Linked DNA regions of Mus musculus: all the other regions are linked to region 1. A link is a contact called in public ChIA-PET and HiChIP or PLAC-seq data. All regions are on one chromosome and are shown on one strand. The core of a region is the stretch at or near the end of the contact, and the rest is flanking DNA. Distances in the headings are between cores, read along the strand shown.

Evidence for each region. ChIA-PET counts read pairs in DNA pulled down with a chosen protein or histone mark. HiChIP or PLAC-seq counts read pairs in DNA pulled down with a chosen protein or histone mark.
Region 2: a contact with region 1 is called in an RNA polymerase II ChIA-PET map of memory CD8 T cells, with 21 read pairs. The contact joins the enhancer-like site here to the promoter of Septin10 in region 1. A contact is called at or near these places in 6 of 39 promoter capture datasets (cranial neural crest, embryonic stem cells, liver and 3 more), 6 of 484 Hi-C or Micro-C datasets (B cells, embryonic stem cells, hematopoietic stem and progenitor cells and 3 more), 16 of 115 datasets of contacts at active chromatin or transcription factors (astrocytes, bone marrow-derived dendritic cells, bone marrow-derived macrophages and 13 more) and 2 of 9 other capture datasets (adipose tissue and liver).
Region 3: a contact with region 1 is called in an H3K4me3 HiChIP or PLAC-seq map of forebrain, with 4 times the contacts expected there. The contact joins the promoter of Ccdc138 here to the promoter of Septin10 in region 1. A contact is called at or near these places in 2 of 39 promoter capture datasets (cranial neural crest and hippocampal neurons) and 2 of 115 datasets of contacts at active chromatin or transcription factors (astrocytes and forebrain).
Region 4: a contact with region 1 is called in an H3K27ac HiChIP or PLAC-seq map of embryonic stem cells, with 5 times the contacts expected there. The contact joins the enhancer-like site here to the promoter of Septin10 in region 1. A contact is called at or near these places in 6 of 39 promoter capture datasets (cranial neural crest, embryonic stem cells, hematopoietic stem and progenitor cells and 3 more), 1 of 15 datasets of contacts at CTCF or cohesin (the NIH/3T3 cell line), 1 of 484 Hi-C or Micro-C datasets (the C2C12 cell line) and 8 of 115 datasets of contacts at active chromatin or transcription factors (bone marrow-derived macrophages, embryonic hindbrain, embryonic stem cells and 2 more).
Region 5: an H3K4me3 HiChIP or PLAC-seq map of embryonic forebrain shows a contact between it and region 1, with 4 times the contacts expected there. The contact joins the promoter of Edar here to the promoter of Septin10 in region 1. A contact is called at or near these places in 2 of 39 promoter capture datasets (the SN4741 cell line and hippocampal neurons), 1 of 484 Hi-C or Micro-C datasets (forebrain) and 2 of 115 datasets of contacts at active chromatin or transcription factors (astrocytes and embryonic forebrain).

Annotation. Positions count from the first base shown.
Region 1 is chr10:59,220,192-59,222,891 of GRCm38.p6, reverse strand. Septin10 (septin 10) reads left to right here and starts at 1,392. Exons shown (of 10, transcript NM_001024911.3): 1 at 1,392-1,501. The coding sequence starts at 1,484. It overlaps Sowahc (sosondowah ankyrin repeat domain family member C), which reads right to left and starts at 970. Exons shown (of 1, transcript NM_172939.3): 1 at 1-970. The coding sequence starts at 848.
Region 2 is chr10:59,900,815-59,903,521 of GRCm38.p6, reverse strand. No RefSeq gene overlaps it. Among named protein-coding and RNA genes, the nearest start is that of Gm46226, 4.4 kb to the right of the region's middle. Within about 2 kb of position 1,296, at least 54 of the 459 cell types and tissues checked have an H3K27ac peak or open chromatin away from gene starts, as enhancers often do. A contact at or near this core is called in memory CD8 T cells, where this site is marked.
Region 3 is chr10:58,496,591-58,499,290 of GRCm38.p6, reverse strand. It overlaps Ccdc138 (coiled-coil domain containing 138), which reads right to left and starts at 1,354. Exons shown (of 16, transcript NM_001162956.1): 1 at 1,229-1,354; 2 at 78-122. The coding sequence starts at 1,321.
Region 4 is chr10:59,820,247-59,822,965 of GRCm38.p6, reverse strand. All of the region lies in intron 8 of Micu1 (mitochondrial calcium uptake 1), which reads right to left. Among named protein-coding and RNA genes, the nearest start is that of Gm23803, 3.8 kb to the right of the region's middle. Within about 2 kb of position 1,410, at least 28 of the 459 cell types and tissues checked have an H3K27ac peak or open chromatin away from gene starts, as enhancers often do. A contact at or near this core is called in the C2C12 cell line, the NIH/3T3 cell line, embryonic stem cells and 1 more, where this site is marked.
Region 5 is chr10:58,674,383-58,677,082 of GRCm38.p6, reverse strand. It overlaps Edar (ectodysplasin-A receptor), which reads left to right and starts at 1,387. Exons shown (of 12, transcript NM_010100.3): 1 at 1,387-1,627.

The DNA of each region.
Region 1 (2,700 bases), core at 143-2,642:
TTCGAGAGCAGGCCGGGCTCACAAGTGAGCAGCCCTTCTAGGCTGTCCCACTTGCCCTCGGAAGCTGAGAGCATCCAGGCGTGATCCAGGGGATCCAGGGTAACCGAGGCCCCGACGCTGCTCTCCTCTTCTGCGGACGAAGAAGCTAACGATGCGGTATCGGAGTCGCCCCCTCCTCTGCTGCGACCTCCAGCGTTACCGTCCCCAGGACCCACGCTCCTCTTTAGTTGCGGGGAGCTGCCCAACACCAGGTCCCGAAAGTTCTGACGGGCCGACCTGGGTGTGTTTGGCCCACTAGGGGAACTGCCCCCTTCAGCCTCCCCCTGTGGAGGGAGTTTAAGGTTCTCGCTGGACCCGGGACCCGACGCCCAGGACACGGCCTCGACCTCCTGTGGTGGCGAGTCCTTACCTTGGGCCCCACCTTGAGCAGGGGCTGGAGGCTCTTGGTCGCTCACTTCGCCACCCAGTCCGAGAGACAACTGTGGATTTGCCTCCTGGAGCTGGCTGCCCTCGCAAGGCTCCGCTGCAAGGTCCGGGACTTGAGGCTCCTCAGTCACCTCGATACGCGGGGGCTCTCGGGGGAGCTTGGCCTCAAGCGGGGGGGAATCCCCCGTACAGAACCTTTTCTTGAGATGCACATACTTGGTACCATCCGCGGGATCGGTGCGCACGGTGGCCACGGCATTGACCAGTTCCTTGAAGCGCTCGCGGGCGCGGGTGCGCTGTTCGCGCTGGCCACCCAGGACGTCCCTGAAGTGTTGCACCAATTCCGAGTGTCCCGCCCGGCCCCCACGCTCGGCGAGGAAGCGCAGGATCGCCTCCGAGCTCAGCTCCAGTGACCCCTCCATTCACCGCGGCTCAGCTTCTCAGCCCCAGGAGCGCTCAGCCAGACACCATGGCCGGACGCCTGGAGGACCCGGAGAGCGGCTTGGGTCTCAGTGGCTGGCAGCACGCGCGATCCCAGCTTTGAAGAGTCTCGAGTCCCGCGAGCGCTGACACCGCCTCACTGGGGCCGCGTCCCAGTGGACACGCCCCGCCACACCCACTTCCGCTCGGGACTCAATCTCGGCGACAGTCCCCGGCCCGAGGCCCCGCCCACTTCCGGGCTCCGCGCGGGCTCGCAGCCACTGTTTCCGCCAGTGGCGGGAGGCGAGGGACCCAGAGCTTGGCCTCCGAGGCTCACGTTTCCACTCACCCTCCCCACACACTTGGCTTTTCGTCAAAACGCCCGGTGGGGCACACCCGGGAGAAGCTCGCCCCGAGCGCGGGAAACCCTGGTAGTCCCTGGCGCGTTCCCGCAGCCCTCCGCCTCGGCCCCGCCCCAGCCTCTCAGCAGAGGCCGCCCCGCCCATTAACGGCTGCGGGGCGCCGGGCACGCCCCTTGTCCCGCCAGTTACGCCCAGCGGGTCTCTCTCTGAAGCGGCCCGGGACCTGTGTTTGCGTCCAGCCTGAGACCACCGTTTCCCTACGTCCCACCAGGGCTATGGCCTCATGCGACGAGGTACAGCAGCTGGTGAGCCCCGCGCCCTTGGGTTCCCCGAGCCCCCGCCCCGCCCCGCCCGGTCGCCTCTGGGCCAGCGAGATTGTGACCGTGCGGCTCCGGGACTCCGCGTGTCGTGGAGAGGGGGCTCCCTGTTGCCCCAGGGCGAGGGCTGAAGAGCTCTGGCGAGCGACTGCATGTTGGGGAAAAGTTACATTTTCCAGGCTTCCTGGTCCTGGCCAAAGCGGGGTGGTGTAAATGAAATCCAGGATGATGATCGATGCCTATCACTTTGTAACGGTTTTTTTTTTCCTTTTCCCCGACTTAAATCAGGCCTTGGAATCCGCCTGATTTTGTGCAATTGTGTACACGTACATGGCTACTGACCGGAAAGTCGGCTTCCTTAGATTTTCCAAAGCTCGCGGGTTTACTGTAATGCTTGGCGGTTTTGTTTGGCTTTCCCGTCCCCTTGTAATGAAAAAAAAAAAAAACAACAAAAAAAAAACAAACAAACCACTTGACCGATCCAATGTTTTGTGCGGTTCAAATAACTTGAAAAACTTATCTTAGTTGATATAGGATATAAGCCATAGTTATCCGAGAGGTCATACTGTTTTCATAATACCAATCTCTTGTAATCTTGCTTTTGTTCCCATCATTTTAAGATTGTATGTGGAATCTTCCAGTTGTCGCAGGGGGTAGAATAGATTCTATTTCTACTTCCCTAACAGCTGCACGCAGTAAATTATTTTTCTCTACTTTAAGAAACTCTAATATTTCCCTTATCCAATATTAATGAAAGTAATCCTCTTAACTAACTCTATTGAATCCTTTGGCATTGGTAGTATTTTTGTCGGATTCTTAATCTCAAGCAACATTTCCCAAATAACTTTCTACTTACCTGAAACAAGTGACTCTTATTATTATCTTCCTATGTTGCATTTTAGTTGTAGAACTTATTTCAATAGACTAAAATAAAAATAATGAGAAATAGATAAATGCTATAATTTCTGTGTGAAGTTGGTTCGTGATCATTGACATGAAAAAAAAATCATAGTACCTAAGCTATTCGAACCTTAATGGCTGTCCAGTAAACCTATTCTCATAAAAAAGTATTATCATCCATTTAGTGATTTATCAGTACCTTCTAATTCTTTAGCATGATGAAACTTTGATTTCTTGTTAGATATATCCACACTAATACAACTTATAGGTCTCTT
Region 2 (2,707 bases), core at 47-2,546, 680 kb before region 1:
CCCTCCCCTCCCCTATTTCTTCCACCATAATCCCTGCTCACTCGCTGTCCCAACCTTTCCCATGTCCCTCCCAGCCGCCTTCCTAGCTGGAAACAGAGCTAAGTCAACAACAGTTCCTCGAATTGTGTTTCAGCTCAGGCTGCGGCAGCCCAGGCAGCCAGGCTCTGGAGCTATTAATATTGGCAGATGTAGCTCATGCTATTTGATCCCGTGGGCTGTGATCCCACCAGGTTCAGCAATGAGCTAGCGAAGGCAGAGCTCAGGGTCCTGAAGACTCGTGACCCTTGGGGTTTTGGGGTCCTGCACTGAGTCATGCTAGTGTCCAGGAACTTGAACACCTGCAAACTTGGTGGCTGACAGAGGTTGGCAGGCTAGATGATAAATGGGGAGGCCTGTGGGAGAATGATGGCAGTCATTATGATGAATTTTACAAACACTACCAGCGGCGAGTGAGTGTTTTCTGTTCCTGCTGGGACTGGACCTTGGTATCCATGTGGTCTTTTACACATTGCTTCAGATCCCACCCCCACCCCCCAGCCTCCCTCGCAGAGACAGGTCCGCAGCCTTCCGGGAGGGCCCCGTGCCTTGGAGGCTGACCCTCTTACAGAACACATCTGCTACCTGGGTGGCTCTTGCAGTGCTGGTGGTAGCTCTCCGTTGTGGCTAAGGACAGTTTGGGGTCTAGGATGTCAATGTTAGAACACAGGGCCATGGCTGGTCGCCAGTAGGTGGCAATGATGCCAGAGGTAACCTGGAGGCTACTGGCCAGGATAGCACTGGGGAAGCCGAGAACAGAACTGTTTCTGATTCCAGACATGGGTGGTGCCGCCTGGCACAGGCTGAGGGCAGGAGACAGTGGCTGCTCCCTGGCCATTCTCAAACTGACTCCTGGTTCTGAGTTCTCTTAGGGAGAGGAACTGGGGACATTTTCAGTAGGATTCTGCTTCCCTCAGGAGGTGGGGCAATGGAGAAAGACCCTCCTTGCTAGTCGTGAGGCCTACTATCTGGTGGGTCTTTTGCCTTAGACACACCCTGGTCTGAATTTGTGGCTGCAAAGTGGCCCACAGGTGCTCTGCAAAGGAGATGGTAAGTCAGACAGCTGTCTCTGCCCAGGGGTCCCTTCTGTCCTCCCCCACTGTGGAGTCACACAGCTGGTGTGTGTGATGTGTGTGTGTGTGTGGAACAGAAAGGGTGACACACAGCGCAAGCACCCGCCAAGCCAAAGGAGGCAGACACTGCTAGGCCACTGTGCAGACACGGCTGAAGGTTGGGGCCCAGGCACTGAAGGCTGGAGAGGAGAGAATCTGTGCATGTCTCAGCATCCGGGTGGGCGTTCAACACTGCAGGTGGAGGAAGGGCAGCCCCAAGCTGCAAACAGCAGGAGGTGGGCCAGAGGCAGAGAAGGCTTCGAGGCTTCAGTGTGCATGCCAGGGCATGCTGTCTGCGTGGAGCCAGGACAGCATCACTAGGAGTGACATGGTCAGGGCAATTTGGGTGATGTCACTATGGAGGAAGAAGGCCTGGCTGACACACTCAGCATCCCATAGGTTTAAGTTGCTGTCTCTTGTGCTTCCTCATCCAAAAGAAAGGTGCACAATAAGATAGGATACTGGAACAGCCAACCCGAGTCCCCTAAAGTCCCAAGCTTGATCCTTGCCCTTTTTGGGGTCAACCACACTGAGGCATCTCTCCCAAGGAAAGCCTACCCAGTGTCTGAGCTAAGACAGCCAATCCAGACCTTCCTAGGGACTTCATTTAGATCAACTCAGAAGGGCTGGGTGGGCAAGGTGTGGCACCAGACCTTGGTGGGGTTGCCTGGCTGAGTAAACCTACACAGCTGCCTGCTGCCTCTGACTGGCCTGTATGCTGGGCCTTATTTCCTGCCCAACTGGCTAAGGAGGTGACAGTAGGCCTGAGCCCTGGCTTTGGGGAACATATTATGACTGGAGTTTGGGTAAATGATATCCCAGTCTCCCCACGTTCCATATAGCTTCTCTTTTGCCTTACAGAACCACTCCTAGACCCTGGCCAGGAAAGGCACCAAGGGTGGCTGAGATGTTTCTGGGATGACATAGGGGACAGGCAGGAGGAGGTATGCGCAGGTTTGTTTGTTTGTTTTTTTTTTTTTGTATTAGTGACGTTTCTCTCTGCCCAAGACTATTGCGAATGACTGGTGTGATAATTACAGGCAGCCATCTGGCCTACATGCTGCCCCGTGCTTTCCTGCCCCTCTTCATCTTCAGGCCTCTGTCACACTGCTCCCTCTGGCTGGAATCTCCGCACCAAGAGAGTGCCAACCAGACACACTCCCCCCTCCCCCACTTCCTCAAGAGCACCGGCTCCTCTGTCATCTCTGTGGTTACAGGGTCTAGAATAGGACTTGACATCAGTGTCAGGTAATCTTTGTTGACAGGACAAATGGCGCTTGGATGGAGCTTGCTGTGACCAGACACTGTGTGAAGCACTTCTTGGGAGCTGACTCCTATCCAACATGACCATCCAATAAGCCCAGTGTCTGTGCCCCACTCATTGTGTACATGAGGCTGAGTGACATGCCTGAGGTTACCCAGCCACTGCATATGAAGGCAGTCTTGAGTGGGAAGCAGCTGGAGTCCACAGCAACACTAATAACTTTTATAAATGCTGCTTCTGGGGCTGATTCCAATGGAGGGACACAGTCCTGAACGGCAGGTGGACACCCACGTCA
Region 3 (2,700 bases), core at 105-2,604, 720 kb after region 1:
CAAAGGTTAGCATGGACAAACCTAGGGGCACCACTCAACCCAAGATCAGCATCACTAATTAGACAAACAGCATGTACCTGTTGATTCATCAGAGCAGCCCACACACCAGTCATGTCGTTTTCCTGCCAAGAATACAAAACCAGAATCAAATCAGAAGCTATCCGTTAGACAAACTCAAACTGAGAGACATTCTAATACACACGTCTTCCACCTTGTGCAAGCACTAATGTTACAAGAAACTAGGTGTGGACATCTGTTGTAGATTAAAGGCAACCACACACAATCAAATGTAATGTTCGGACCCCAGGTAGTATCTGCACCAGGGTATGCTTTATCATTGTGGTAATCTGTGTACAAACTATACACTATCCTGTTTATTATCACAATACTAAATTTCTTGGAAAATATCAATAAGGCTTTAAAAGAGAATGTGCTTCACAGGAAAAGCAAGCTAGAGGAGTATGTGTTGGAGTCTCAATTAAGGTTATGTGAGGATAGAATGAATTTGTGTCATGGTCACCGGAACATTGGGAAATATTGCTATTTCTCAAGAAGGGGTTTTGGAAAGCCAGCAAATGTGGGAAGGAACAGAGGAATGCCTGCGACCTTGCTCACCTTCTGGAGAAGTCAGGGTAAATGATGTTCCCATACCTCAGATGATTTTTTTGAAGACAACATTGTTATGCTTTATATAACCTTGACCATGCTGGGCTGTCAAGCAGGCTTCTCAGCTGAACTGTAAACACCTAACTCTGTTATCAGAGGGTGAGGATTTAAAAAAAAAAACCGAATCTGGTCGTGCAAACTGAGGTATGTAATTGGTCTCCCGCTTCTGTTCTTCCAGGATTCATCGAAGATGTGATCTGGCCGACCTCTCACAAGATATTAGCAAAGACCTCAGTGGGGGCCCCGCCTCAAAAATGGCAAGACTCTCCTGGTGAATGGCGCTCTCAAGGGAGGACTACAAGAATGCACATCGCCACAACTTTTCTGTAAGTTTGCAATTACTTCGGAGTAAGATGCTTTCCAGAAGGAACTACAGTGTCTTCCGTGCCTGCTGCACTTTGGTCACCGCCAGCATTGGTTACCAGGACCAAAGCCACGCCCCGTCCGTCGAGGCGGTTTCCCCGAGGGCGGGAACTCTCTAGTGAGCCTCCCCGAGGAAGGCAGGGCTAGCGACCTCCCGCGGCCGCCCAGCAGAGCCCACCGCGGCTTCCACCCATCTCACCTCCACGGGGCACCTTCCCGCCAGGCCGTAGCGGCTTTTGAGACGCTCCACTACCATATCCTGTCCCGGTGGCTTGACCACCCTGCGCTCCATGGTGAGTCTCTGACTGCGGTCGCCCGGGAAACCGGGTTCACAGTCACGTCAGGGCGGGCAGTACGTCACGACGCCTGGCTCCGCCCCCCGAGGACGCCGGAAGCCGGTAGGAGGATACACTACAACCCAGTTCTCGGTTGCCCCTTAGAGTTTCTCAGTTCCAAGTCTTTTACCCGCCATAAATGTGAAGCATGAAAAAGGTGAGTTCTGCCGGGCAGTGGTAGCCCACGCCTTTAATCCCAGCACTTGGGAGGCAGAGGCAGGCGGATTTCTGAGTTCGAGGCCAGCCTGGTCTACAGAGTGAGTTCCAGGACAGCCAGGGCTACACAGAAAAACCCTGTCTCGAAAAACCAAAAGGAAAAAAAAAGGAGGGAGAGGGAGAGGGGGAGGGGGAGAAGAGAAGAAAGATTCCCTTGAGAGCGCTGGCTCGGCCAGCAGGAAGGCGAATAACTTCTCCACAGCAGAGAGCCAGAATGCTCCCCAAGGCTGGAGACCACAGGGACTACAGGGTAAATTTTACTGTGCACTACATAAAATTAGACTAAACAGGGTCTCTTCATCAAAAGTGATTTACAATCACAGAAAAATCAGGACATGTCTGAGCGCTAAGCGCATTAACTGCTGATTATACTCCTTTGCCAGTTTCCATAGGTGGTACAAAAATAATCGAATATAGGCAGGGAAGGTGGAGGCTGGAGGCCAGCCTGGGCTACAGGGTCATAAGCAGTTGGGGCAATTAACTGCCTCAACTACCGGGTGATCTGCCTCATAAAATGAAAAAATGTTCGTTTAAAACACAGAAACCTCTTTCCCAGCTATGCAACAGCACATAGTACTTGGTGTGTTCAACTTATCACACAAGCTCCTACCTGTTCAGTTTTTCTTTGAGATACACTAACACTGAGAAATAGTAGACATGTGTTGTAGCAGCCCCTAAATTCTCTGGATAACTTTTTAACTTACAGAAGTTGATACTTTAGCAATAGACAAAAAACTCACTATAAAAACATTGCCTAAAGAATACTTTTTTGCCAGCTGGAGAGATGGCTCAGTGGTTAAGAGCACTGACTGCTCTTCCAGAGGTCCCCAGTTCAATTCCCAGTAACCACATAGTGGCTCACAACCATCTGTAATGGGATCTGATGCCCTCTTTCTGGTTTATATGAAGACAGCTACAGTGTACTCCTATATGTAAAGTAATCTTTTTTTAAAATACTTTTTGCTAAAAACTACCACCTAGGGGCTGGTGAGATGGCTCAGCAAGGTTAAGACTGCTCTTCCTAAGGTCCTGACTTCAAATCCCAGCAACCACATGGTGGCTCACAACCATCTGTAACGAAATCTGATGCCCTCTTCTGGAGTGTCTGAAGACAGCTACA
Region 4 (2,719 bases), core at 161-2,660, 600 kb before region 1:
GGCCAAAAAAGAGAAGACAGCGAACACTGGGAGATTCTTCCTGGCTTTCTAAACACAGTGCACCTTTCCTTCCCACCCCTGCTCCTTGGTGACAGGAGGGCTAGTCTTTTGGAAGGACAGATAATATACATTTAGCTATATGATACCTATCTATCTATCTATCTATCTATCTATCTATCTATCTATCTATCTATCTATCTACCCGAGGAAGATGAAAAGCTAGGGAGAAAAAAATACATGTTTTATTACAAGTGCCAAAAAATGAGGCTAAAACGAGTAGAAGGAGAGAGAAATCAGTGTCTGAGAGTGTGTCACTGCTCAGCAAAGGCTTTGGAGGGCGCTGCACTCTGGGATGAGGAAAGCCCGTGTGCTCCTCTGTACAGTTACAACCTCTGCAAATCCCTCCCTATATCCGTGTTTCAGAATGACAGGCTTCCCCAGGCCTTTCCTAGCTTCTGAACCGCACAGAGCCACACTGCACAGTGACCTCAGGCCACTTAGCCAGACACATCTGTGCTCTTCAGTGGGACAGAACGGCAGGGCCTCTGTGCCATTGTTCTTTCTGTCTGGAGTTTCATACCACTAGTTCATGAAAAGGAAAAAGGCTTACAGGCACCATTCTCTATGGGAGCCCTCCTCTTAAGGGAATCGTGACGTATTTTAAAGTTTGAGTTGAAATCTGTTTATGTAATGGACGGGCGTCTCTCAACACAAGAGGAATCTTTACTGTCTGGTGCAGGTTGTCTCCTGGCAAGTGGAGAAAGAAGGTCTACAGTCTGGAATGCGGGCACCACAGCTCACTGCTCAGCAAGGGCTAACAGGATGATCCCAGTCGCCATGACATTACAGAGTATTAGCTAAACTGCTACACTTCTCTGGGTTTTGTGGTGCTGGGTCCTTGTGCATGCTGGGAAATTATTTTACTTCTGCATGATATGCCTGGCCTAAACTAAACTATATTTTTCAATTCCAAATCTTAAGACTTCTTACATTTTAAAAGACTGGTTAAGCTGGAGCCAGGTGGCAAACACCTTTAACACCTTTAATTCCAGCACTCAAGGCTGGGCGTGGTGGCTCATGCCTTTGTCCCAGTGCTGAGGAGGCAGACCTCTGAAGTGGAGGCCAGCCTGGTTCACACAGTGCTCCAGGGTAAACCTTGCTTGTCTTCTGTGGCTGTTTTGTTGGGCCTGGGAAATGTGGTACGCTCCTACAGTCCTCACTACATGGAAGGTTGAGGAGGGAAGATCACTGAGCCTGTGGATTTAAGACCTGCCCCAGTGGATTGTTGAGATCTGACCCGCCCCGCCCCGCCCCGCCCACTCCCCACCTCCCACCCCCACAGTATAGCTGTAGCCATTTTGTCCCATGCCTGCCACCAGCTATTTCATACTGTTGCTGTAACATGCCTGCCAGTTGCTGACACAGAGAAGTGACCTGACTCAGAGCAGGGTCATGCTGACCACATGCCCTGTTATGTTCTGTATGAGGGTTGTTAATCTTAGGAAATTCCACAAAGCTTTATGTAGGACTCATCAAGTTAAAGGTCAATATGAACTGTTCTGTCTAAAATGGCTTGAGTCAGAGCTGACCACTGGGCAGCACTTCTCGCACCTGTCTATGAGCTCATTGTGTTATTATTATTGTTGTTGTCATTATTATTATTATTTATAAGCTGACAGAAAAAGATGTCTGTTGTCATAGTTTAGATAATTCTGAGTTATGACCCTGGTCTGACCGGTATTAAGGTATGCAGTCAAGAAACTACTCTTGCTTAATTGAGATTGGTATTCCTATTGATTTGTGTGGCGACTCTGGACCCTAACACAATTAGAAGGATGGAAACTGGGACTGTGACCAAATCAGCTGACTGAATCATGAGTCAAAATCATTAGTCAGACCAAGAAGGGGTCTAACTGTCGGTCTGAGAGTCCCACGTGGTATGCAGACATACATGCAGGCAAAACACCCATACATATGAAAATAGGGACAGTGATATTAATATAAGATAAAAATGTTTGCCCTTTGTTAAAGGACGGTAAATTTTTCTGCTCAGTTGGACTATCTTTTAACTTTGTTTAGGTCTATTTTATGTATGGAAATCTTCATTATAGCTAGATATGTAGGTAAAAAAAAAACTGGTTATGCCTAAGAACTCTTTCCTGGTAAGGTAAGAAACTAAATATTCACCTGTACTTTCTTTATTTTCCTTTGTTTGAGACCAAGTCTGACTATAATGCCCAAAGTTCCCTTTCATAGACCAGGCTGGCCATGACCTTTTTATCCTCTTTCCTCACACCTGGAATGCAGGGATTACAGCTGTTACCTACTAGGCCTCACTCATGGTTTCTGTATTTTGAACAGGGAAGCATCACCTCAAATACTAAAAGACACTTAACGGTGGAGTTTAATGGTGGAGTTTAACGGCAGTGATCAGCTCCCTGAACTGAAGAGCAGATCACGGTCTACAGCTCTGATGCCGAATTTGGAACCTGAGGGAAGCAGACGGACTTTCAAGCTAACTTTGGCTCCTGGTGAGTTCCAGGGCAGCTTGGACTACATAGAAAGAACCTGTCCTAAAGAAAAAAACCAAAAAAAGAAAACCAAAAAACCCCCCAAACAAAACTACACGAGGGGAAGAAAGGCTGGTGGTGTGCTCAGGTGATGTGGTAATGTTGCTGAGCATGCACGACACCCACGCCCCCTTCGGCTCTATAAACCG
Region 5 (2,700 bases), core at 138-2,637, 550 kb after region 1:
AGTTGTCCACACTGGTCAGCAAGCTAAGAAAAGAGCATTGTGCTTTCCCACAGCAATAATCATTAAGTTCAGGATCCTCGGCCTAAGCCTGTACTCTGCCATCTGTCTCTCTACTGAGAGTCCTGCTTTCTCCAGTGTATCTAAGGCAGAGGGAACAGGACGGGAGCAGAGTATATAGAAGGCTCCACTCCTAGGCTGGCTTGCCAGCAATTGCCTTTAGTCCCAGCTCCTGGGAAGCAGAGGCAGGTAGGTCTATGCGAGTTAGAGACCAGCCTGGTCTACAAACCAAGTTCCAGGATCACTAAGGCTGTTACACAGAGAAACCCTGTTTCCAAAAAAACAAAGAGGTGGAGGAGGAGGCGGGAGATGAAGAAAAGAGGTAAGGAAGAGGAGGAGGAAGAAGAGAAGGAAGATGAGGAGAAAGAAGGAAGAAGGAGAAAGAGAAGGAAGGAGGAGGAAGAAGAAAGAAAATAAGGAGGAAGAGGAGGAGGAGAAGCAGAAGAAGGAGGAGGAAGAGAAGGAGGAGGAAGAGAACAACAACAACAACCTGTTGTTTCCACTCCTTACTGTGGCGGGGGACCATGAGGTTGAGGGAGAAAGGAATGAGGCTGTTACATTCTTTTAAGGCTGGGTGTTTTCCAGATAACTTATTTTTTGAAAGAGAATTGATCAATACCAAAAGGTTTGCATTTAACGTTTCCTTGCTATCAAATCACATGGGGTATATGAGGTTATCGGAGCATATATAGTTATCTGGAAATGTAAAGGATACATAGGGCTATCAAGAGTTCTGTGAGGTATGTGCACGTCTCTGGAGTGGTAGAGTCTGTATTTATATGAGGCACATACTGTAGTTACAAGAGTTAGATATGTTTATCTGAACTTGTCTGGAGCCTATATTGAGTTACCTGGAATGACATGGAGAGAAGATGTTGAGGAGAAAATGGTGACTCAAATCTGTGGTGAGCAGGAGAGAGATTGGAAATATGTACAAGTGTATTCCAGGCTGCATGAAGGAGCGTGAATGGATACAGCAGTATTCATCATACCTATAACCATCTTGTGGGGAAGGGGGCTGTGCTTAAGTTCTGATTAATGATAACTTAATGCAAATTTCATCTTTCATTATTCTTGTGCCCAAAGGCCCAACTTGCTTTGATAGAAGCAAGACCCCCACGCACTCCAAAAGGAAAAACCTCAATGCTTTTTACACATTCCAGCTTGTCCCTTAAGGGGCAGGAAGTCCTGTGGAGCCAGGTGCACTCAGCGGCAGAGCCTGAGGCTGTGCCCAGGCTCCTGCACTGCCGATGCCTGGCGCGGCCTCTAGGTGGCGCGGGTGGGTTTGAAGCGAGGGGCCTCCTCTCCGCTCGACTGTTTGTAAACTCGCAGTCCAGACCGGGAACAGTCAAGAGCGAGTTCCCGGGAGCCCTTCAAAATAGAAAGTTAGTTGCGCTGGCAGCAGAGGTGTGCCTGGCCGCTGTCACCCGGCTGGCCCCAGGATTGTGGAGCTCTGCTTTTGAGAGGACACCGACGGACGCCTGTGAAGCCTGCCCCCCATCCCTTACCTGCTCGCCTTCTCCGTAGACCCATCTTCTGCTGGGAAAAGCTAACCTCATTCGGGTACCAGGTAAACCTTGGTTCTTTCACTTCTGGTTTTCCGTATTCTTCAACTGTGGACGAAACCGAGGTGTCCTTGGCTAGGAAGGATCTCGGGTACATTTTTGAAATGCATGTCATTTTTGGGTTGCGTTTGGACAAGCGTTACTGATTACTTGTGTGTCTGTCTGTGCTACAAGTTCACAGGCTTGAGGTTGTTTCTTTGTTTTGAAGAAAATATCAGAAAACTCATTCCGCTGTTGAGTGCGCTTTGGTTAGAGTGCCAAACTGTGCGTCACAGACAGTACTTGTGCTACTAAAACACGTGTTGCCATCTGGGGAGAGGACCGGAGTTTCTCCAACTCGCTCACAGAAGAAGGCAAGAGGCACCTGGGACTTTAGTGGCATTCGTCACCTGCCTCTACCCAGAGTAGCTCATTGTCTTAAGAGGCCATTCAGGCAGGCTTCCAATCAAGTCTGAGACCCAATGCCATAGTCCTATGTTGTCGGAGAAGAGGAAGAGAGTGTGTTAGATAGGTCTTTGTGACACTTGAGGTTTTCATTTCTAGCCAAAGGTTCCTTTAGTGTTCCGAGGCATCTGGGGTAGAAGGGCCTCATGCAGAGAGTAGAGTTGGATTTTTCAGCCTTTGCGGTAAGAAACTCCTGCAAGGCAAAATGTGTGATCTCAGGGCAGATGGGGCAGCAGGTGAGGTCACTGCTGGAGTATCCACATCACCAGGGGACAGCTAAAGCAAGAGAGGTGACAAGGGCCAAAGACCTGGTCAGTCAGGTTGCTAGACAGTCAGTGGGAAACAGTCCCCCTTTTCAAGACTGAAATCATAGTTGAGAGAGAGAGAGAGGTGGTGGAGTGTGGCAGGGCCAACTTCTTCTTTACTTCTTCTGGGGCCCCTACCTTGCTGTTTTGAAGTGGCACCTGGGTACACCTTCAAATGCAGAGTGAAACTGAGGTTTGTTCAAAGTATCAAAGAGTCAAGAGGGCATAAAAGGACAGAGAAGTCCCGATGTACAACAGACATTCTAGGTCATGATCGCTTAAAACCTTTAAAGATATGTTTTGAGAGAGTGGCTTACGAGGACTTAACG